Linked DNA regions of Rattus norvegicus: all the other regions are linked to region 1. The links are chromatin contacts, called in public Hi-C maps. All regions are on one chromosome and are shown on one strand. Each heading gives the region's core, a stretch centred on a gene start, on an enhancer-like site or on the middle of the called end of the contact. The rest is flanking DNA. Distances are from core to core; before and after follow the strand shown. Region 1 has its middle 24 kb from the start of Snrpf. Region 2 holds the start of Usp44 (ubiquitin specific peptidase 44). Region 3 has its middle 20 kb from the start of Usp44.

Region 1 (2,551 bases), core at 39-2,538:
GCTGGGGACCGAACCCAGGGCCTCGCACGTTATATTTCTTAAGGGGTGGATTTTTATAGGACAGTTTGTCTTTTATAGGGCAGTTTATATCATCATCTATTGGTGGTAGGTTTATTATATGGACGTTTTGTGGACTGAGAATTTAAGATATAAATCTGATTGCTAAATTACAAGCTTATTGAGTTTTGGTTTAAATGGGTTACTGGGAGCTGTGACTATAACCACAGGAGGCAGATGCTGGGAATGTGAGCTACGAGATAGGCAGTCTCTGTATGAAACTGGCGTGGCAGCGACCCGCCTTGGGAACTAGATGGGTAGAGAGATGGCTACCAGCCTCGGAGAGTAGCCGTCAGCAGCGTGAGATGGGATGGAGCGTAGCAGGTGAGACGCTTTGCTGACTGAGATGAAAATATCCTGCAGGTGCCATGTGTCCTAACAGAGCCAGCACCAGCAAGGGATGGGAGAGATTCTTTTATTAATATTTATCACAGCACACCACTAATTAAAAGGTCTTTGGACTGCAATGCATACATAAACATTAAAACCTCAAAAGGGAAGCACACCTGGGCACACACCTATAATCCCAACACTGAGGAGAACAGAAGGATCACAAATCCAAGGCTAGCCTGGGCTACACAACAAGACTCAGTCTCAAAACAAAAAGAAAAGGAAGATAAGGAAAGGAGGGGCCTACATAGGAAGGAAAAAGTCCATCAAATATCACCTTTGTTGAAATAGAACAGTAATGGCTCGCTGAATCCAACATCTAGTGTCACCCGCATGCCTACACATCAGGTGTAGGTGGCATTAGGGTCACATATCAATGACAACAGTCCCTCGGGAAACTCAATGAAAAACCTTTGCCATTTGGTTCAATTTCTGGACAATTCCAGAGGTATAATAGAAAAAAAACGGGACATCAACTGTAAAAAATAGTTACAAGGATTAAAATTTAGAAAGAGGCAGAAATACCCAGCATGGCAGGCTGTTGCTGTAATCCCAGGACCTGGACGGCTGAGGCAGGAAGAGAGTGAGTCGTGAGGACAGCCGGGGCTGCACAAAAAGATCAACAACAAAACGAAGCCAGGAGGATCAGCTTCCCGATTTATAATCGCAGAGAACATTAAGCTCCGATGGCCAAGGACGCCATTTTTAAATCCCAACTCTGTCCTCTCAGCAGACTGAATGTTTTCTAATATTTTGGGCCAAAATTTAAAGCCCCACTTGGTGAAGAAAAAAATCAAGCCACCATCCAAAAATGTGTCTTGCCCCGCGTTCCTGCTGTGATTCATAAGGAATTCGCTTTGCAGTGTTGTTGAGAACAGCGATGGGAGAGGCGGTTTACTCTCTCCCTCCGAGTGATTTTTAAACCACATCAGTTCTTTTCCCACGTGCAGGTGGTTTTTTCTTTTTCTTTTTTTTTATCCACAAATGATTGCTTGGGGCGTTTTTTGCTTTGCCACACGTTTTAGAAGCGAAGGAATGAAGGGGAACCAGGTAACCTACAAACTTTTGCCTACAGTAGATTAGACCAATTCGGGGGTGGGGGTGGGGGTAGGGGTGGGGGTGGGTAGAGCCCTCGAGCTGCTTTAGAAGTAGAGAAGGCTCAGTAACAGCGCGCATGTCAAACATATTCCTAATTAACTTGCATTCAAATATTCGACTAAAGAGTGACTTTCTCCTAAACTAAAACTAAAGAGTTTTAACTCCTCCTATTTTTAGTCAGTGAGAATTTACCCACGTGCTGAGAAGTGTGCACAAAGCATCGGGAATTTCCTTAGAGGCCCGCCGTGTGACTTAGTGTATAATACTTTGCATATAAGCCTGTCATGGTGACACGTGCCTGTCTAACACTACCCTCAAGGAGATTGAAGTAGGAAAATCGTCAGTTTGAGGCCAGTCAGGGCTATAGAGTAAGACGTCATCTCTACAAAACAAAATAGAACCACCTCTCAAACAAAGACAGGTAAAACCTTGCACATTAAACAAAATAGGCCAGAGGCTGGGGTGCCTAGCAGAAGTGGGGTGGCGGAAATAAGATGGTGGCTTTTGAGTGGGCTAAAAAGTGGCAAGAAAGACCTTTCATGAAGGTGTGAAGGTGGAAATGTTTAGGGGACATTTGGTGGTTCTGTCTTGTAGAATTCAATAGAATGACAAAATTTGGCATTATAAGCCTAAAGGCCTCTTAGGTTAATTTTTCTGGGTTTGCAAACATATTTATAACTAGAAAATAGTCATTTAATGTCTATTGTCAAATGTCATCTTCCAGGTACGAAGGTAAAGACTGACTGGGGGGTGAGGACAGAAGGGGGCTCGGTCCCATGACAACCTTTGACAGAAATACTGTCGTTTTCCGCACTTTATAGTTTAGTGGGTCCTGAGGTTGCAGTGAGCTGCCTCAGGCCATGGAGTTCCTAAGTGGCCGACTCTGGGTCTCTCAGCGATGTTTTCGTGGCCCACGATGCTCTTCGTAGCCCACAATACTCTCTTGGCCCCCGATGCTCTTCATGATCCACAGTGCTCTTCGTGACCCACAATGCTCTTCGTGGCC
Region 2 (2,551 bases), core at 14-2,513, 200 kb before region 1:
AACCTGCTAGTTACTTCGGTGACTATGTGGATAGTAAACTTCTCTAAAGGCTGGATGGCGCTGCCAGTTCCCTTAAAATACTTTCTCTGTAAGAATTCCAGGTTGCTGGGGCTGGAGAGATGGCTCAGCGGTTAAGAGCACTGACTGCTCTTCCAGAGGTCCTGAGTTCGATTCCCAGCAACCACGTGGTGGCTCATTACCATTCACGGAATCCTTTTCTTTTCTTTTCTTTCTTTTTTTTTTTTTCCGGAGTTGGGGACTGAACCCAGGGCCTTGCGCTTGCTAGGCAAGCGCTCTACCACTGAGCCAAATCCCCAACCCCCCATTCACGGAATCCAATGCTGTCTTTTGGTGTGTCTGAATTCTGCTACAGTGTACTCACATACATAAAATAAATAAATAAATCTTTAAAAAAAAACATTAAAAAAAAAGAATTCCAGGTTGCCTTTTGGGTGATTTAAAACAATTTTCGTTCATGTGTGTCTGCCTCTTGTGTGCAGGTTACTTTGGGGAGCAGAGAGAGTGTTGGATCTCCTGGAGCGGGAGTTCTAAGCTGCCCAACATGGGTGCAGGGAAATGCGGTAAACTCAGTTGCTGAACTCTCTCTCCAGCCCCTCCAATTTGCTTTTTCTTTTTTAAAAAGACTCACTTATTTATCATATTTATATATGTACACTGTCGCTGTCCTCAGACACACCAGAAGAGGGCATCAGATCTCATCACAGATGGTTGTGAGCCACCACGTGGTTGCTGGGATTTGAACTCAGGATCTCTGGGAGAGCAGTCAGCACTCTTAACCACTGAGCCATCTCTCCAGCCCCCAACTTGCTTTTTCAAACCTAGTGTAAACTGGAACTCTTCCTCACGCACGCACGCCGATTCCAATGGAACCTAAGGTGAGAGGGTGTAGGCATTGCCCGTCTTGTTACAAAATACAAATACGCAAATACCAAACACCTTCTTCATGTAGATGGAACTCTGGCTAGGTATTTTTAAATGACTTATTTTTGATTGGTTCAGGAAAGGTCAGGAATTGCTGTATGCCAGACCCAAAGACTCTTGTTTAAAAAAAAAAAAACTTAAATTCCAAACTTAAAAAAAAAGAAGTCCGAAGTGCATATTGCAGCCTGAAACGTCAATGCTGAGGAGAACGGAAGCAGGCCCTTCCCTTCCAGGCTTACCTGTCCTCATACCAGCCTTTCTGAATCCTCTGACTTCTCACCACGGCAGGCTCTCTTCATCCAAAGCTTTCCATTTTGGTCTGTTGGAGGCCCTATGAAGCCACTGGCACCAGAAGGGTGAGTATTGTGAGCTCACACAGAGCTGTGGGGGAGGGGAGGGCAGGGCTGGCCTGGGGAAGGGATGCTCGCATCTCCAGGATCTGCTCACCCCGCTTCAAACAGATGTGCATCACACCGGGGGGTTCTACCCCCTCTTCTCTGTCATGGATCCCTGTTTGTTCCCCAGTGCCTGGGGGGACTGGGGCCAACCTCCTTTGCCTTCCTTTTGTTTTCGGCCTGCGTTCTTCCTCCACTACTGACACTTATCATTTATTTGGTTCCTTTTAGCTTGGTAGTGAATGCCGGGGCCTTCCTAGCCTTCAGTCACGCCATTCAGTTCTCTCTGAAAACCCGGGCTTAGCCACCAGTTCTCTGATTGGCTTCCAGCTGACCGAGATGCCTCCCCTCAGTGAAGGTTTTGGAGGCGCTTCTGAATCAGACTTCTTCCGGAGTTTTTCTTTGATGTCAGGAAACAGTTAAAGAAAAAAAATTCCTCCGGTTGTTTTGAATCTCTCCTCATCTCTTAAACACTTTGATCCTTCTGTCTTAGCCCAAACCAAAAAATACTTTTAGAAACTGGCGGACCCTCTCTATAAATTAGGGACGCCACCAGATCTGTCATCCTGGAATCCTGTATTCATGAGAATTCTTTTCTCACGCCTGTCAAGTCTAACGGAACCTGAGGTGAGAGGGTGTAGCCATTGCTTCTCTTGCTCCGTACACAAATTACCTAACACCTTCTTCATGGCATTAGTAGTGTGATTTCCCAACAGGAAATAAACTGATTCCCTGTCAGTTTCCCATAATTTTCTCAATCTCTGCCTTCTGCGTTGGAAGTTCCAGGAGCCCCGTGTGTTGTGGTATCGGGAAGGTGGAGCCGTCCTTCAACCTGCTGTTTCGTCTGGAAAGTTTAGAGTCTTTCCAGAGGTAACGGAGCTACAATAGGTCTATTGCACATGAGAGTACAGCGACCTCTACTGGACCTTCCTGGTAGTTCCTAGAAGAGTCTGGGATAAGAAGCCGTCACCCTGTAGACCGCTGTAATGAGACAACAGCCTGCAAAGCCCCAGGTTTAGTCCCCAGACAAACCAATGTAAGGAAATGTAGAGAGAATCTCCTGCGCATGTGTAAACGCATTCATTCACCTGTCAGTAAAAAAGCCTCGGGCTGATGAGCCGAGGCAGGGTTAGAGGGTGAGCCATCCGGGAGACAGAAAGGCTTCTGAGAGACGGTCCGGGGTGCAAGATTTGATCCAGACTCAGAAGCTGGTT
Region 3 (2,551 bases), core at 39-2,538, 180 kb before region 1:
TCCATATGAAAGGCCATTTGCTTGTATTGGAATAGACACTCTGATTATGGGTTTTCTTTGTGTGCAGTGCTTCAGCCTAAATGACCATCTCTGGACCATAGAATGCCCTTGCTGCTATCATGGTGCCTTATGCAGCACTGTCCTTGACCAAGAAACTAATAGCAAATGAAGTTTGCGACGGGCCTGTACGGAATTTTCCCCTCCCCCCAACATAATGTTTTTATTAATTATTTTGGAATTCCATACAAATGCAATCTGATCACACTCGATATGATGCCCACTCCCCTTAGGTCAATCCTCTCATTCTTTAACTCCCAGCTCAAAAAACTAGGCAAGCGCTCTACCACTGAGCTAAATCCCCAACCCCGAAACACCACCATTTTTAAAGACCCGTTTATTACTTAATTAGTTTGTTTTGAGACAGGGTTTCTTTGTATAATATCCCTGGCTGTCTTGAACCTTACTCTGTAGACCAGGCTGGCTTTGAACTCACAGAGATCTGCCTGCCTTTGCCTCCTGAGTACTAGGGCTGAAGGCGTGAGCCACTACGCCAGGCAGAAACCATATTTTAAAAAAGTATGCAGGATTGGGGATTTAGCTCAGTGGTAGAGTGCTTGCCTAGCAAGTGCAAGGCTCTGGGTTCCGTCCCCAGCTCCAAAAAAAAAGAAAAGAAAAAAAAAGTATGCCATGGCTTTTTTTCCTGTTAATCTACAGACAGATATACAGGTTAAGATTAGGAACAATGTAACTTGTTGGACAGTCAGTGTCTTATAGTTAGTGGCAAATTATTAATGGTGTGATATATTTGTTGTGAGTAATGATGACCGAGAAGCTGTGGTGACCCATACCTATAAACCCAGCACTCAGAAGCTAAATTAAGGGGATCAGAACTTTCTCCTAATTCATGGCCAGTGTGGGCTACATAGAGGAACTCTGTCTCAAAGAAACAAAATAGAATGATGTACTGAGTTGTCATTGACCTGGTACTGGTGGTGCGCTCGTAGACAGAGCTTAGTATGCGGGGTGTTTATGATGGAGTGCCTTGGGATCAAAATCTGTAGAAAGATGGGAAAGGAAACCGAGGGATAAATTCAGCAGTGATGCACTCCAGCTACAGTCTCCATGAAGCCCACAGGGCGTTCATTCTCACAGTACTAGAGCTCAACATGTTGTCCTAAATTGGCCTTGGCTGACGTCCATTCCCACAATATAGCCATTGCATCATGGGATAGGCGTCACCCGGGAAGAGTGTGACCTTGGGCAAGGCTGCTGACTAGTTCTGAAGTAATCCTGAAAGGGATTGTGTGATAGCTAAGGATGACTGAGTGGAACCAAGGGCAGCTCTCTGAACAGCTGGGGGAAGGAAGTCCTTCACTGAAGAGGAATCTGGGTGGTGCCGACTCACCCACCTTATTCTTGGGTTTGGTCTCTTGGGTTTTAGAATTGCTTATGTGTATTTTCAGTCCCTTCCCTGATATTTATAAAGCACCCAGATCCCATCAAGCCGGCTTTGAAAAGTTGGGATTTTGAGGTTGTGTCTTTACAGTATAGGCATTAAGTCACTTTTTAGAACATAAAGGAATGCTATTTTCCATTTGCTTCCCTAAGGTCTCACTCAAGGTTACTCGGTAATTTAAGGAACTTTGTTTCCTGGTTTATAGAGGGAAAACTCAGGCTTGGCAGTTTAATCTATTCCCTTGGCAAATGGAATGCCATCAAAAATCTTTGTTTGTTTTTGTTTGTGACACGGTTTCTCTGTGTAGCCCTGGCTGTCCCGGAACTAACTCGTAGACCTGGCCTTGAACTCACGTAGATCCCCGTCTTTGCTCCGAGTGCTGAGACTAAAGGCTTACACTGCCATTTCCAGCTGCGCCACCGTGCCTGGCTGGTAGATCTTAACACTAAATGAGAACCTCGCTTCCATACTAGAAAAAACAATCATGTGAGCTGATTTTACTCACACTGCTTACATTGATGTGTGTGTGTGTGTGTGTGTGTGTGTGTGTGTGTGTGTGTGTCTATGCAATGTTGATGGAAAGTGCCTGCTAACCAGGATAAAGGGTTCTAATAGAAATGCTAAATACTGAGCTTTACACTAGATATCCTGCTGGCTTTGTGTCACTGCAGTATTGTATTGACCTAAAGAGGTCTTTCACAGACTATAAAACTGAGATTATAACTGAGATTTATATATATATATATACATATATATATATATATATACACACACACACACACACACACACACACACATATATATATATAACAAACCTACTACAGACAGACATACACGTGGACTTTTTAGTATATTATATTTTCTTGATCATGCTATCTCCTAATATGATAATAGCATCTGGCACAGAACCAAATACCCGTACAGTTATGTAATTTCCTGCTCTGCATCCAGCTGTCATGGACGAGGAGATTTAGGAGAGTTCGTTGTTGCATACATTCTGTGGAAAGCAAGGTCCAGGCTCTGAGATGGGCAGATCATGACATACCCCTCACCCTCAGAGGATGGGACGGACACTGACAAGGTCAGAGACATAAA

The links. Hi-C and Micro-C count contacts between places; a contact is called where the count stands out from the background.
Region 2: a Hi-C map of the A7r5 cell line shows a contact between it and region 1, with 5 times the contacts expected there. The contact joins the promoter of Usp44 here to the enhancer-like site in region 1. A contact is called at or near these places in 10 of 12 Hi-C or Micro-C datasets (the A7r5 cell line, the Rat2 cell line, Schwann cells and 6 more) and 1 of 1 datasets of contacts at active chromatin or transcription factors (oligodendrocytes).
Region 3: a Hi-C map of the A7r5 cell line shows a contact between it and region 1, with 4 times the contacts expected there. The contact joins two enhancer-like sites. A contact is called at or near these places in 10 of 12 Hi-C or Micro-C datasets (the A7r5 cell line, the Rat2 cell line, Schwann cells and 6 more) and 1 of 1 datasets of contacts at active chromatin or transcription factors (oligodendrocytes).

Annotation. Positions count from the first base shown.
Region 1 is chr7:30,047,333-30,049,883 of GRCr8, reverse strand. No RefSeq gene overlaps it. Among named protein-coding and RNA genes, the nearest start is that of Snrpf, 24 kb to the right of the region's middle. Within about 2 kb of position 1,288, at least 5 of the 93 cell types and tissues checked have an H3K27ac peak or open chromatin away from gene starts, as enhancers often do. A contact at or near this core is called in the A7r5 cell line, where this site is marked.
Region 2 is chr7:30,249,917-30,252,467 of GRCr8, reverse strand. Usp44 (ubiquitin specific peptidase 44) reads right to left here and starts at 1,263. Exons shown (of 8, transcript NM_001394071.2): 1 at 1,182-1,263.
Region 3 is chr7:30,229,533-30,232,083 of GRCr8, reverse strand. No RefSeq gene overlaps it. Among named protein-coding and RNA genes, the nearest start is that of Usp44, 20 kb to the left of the region's middle. Within about 2 kb of position 1,288, at least 14 of the 93 cell types and tissues checked have an H3K27ac peak or open chromatin away from gene starts, as enhancers often do. A contact at or near this core is called in the A7r5 cell line, where this site is marked.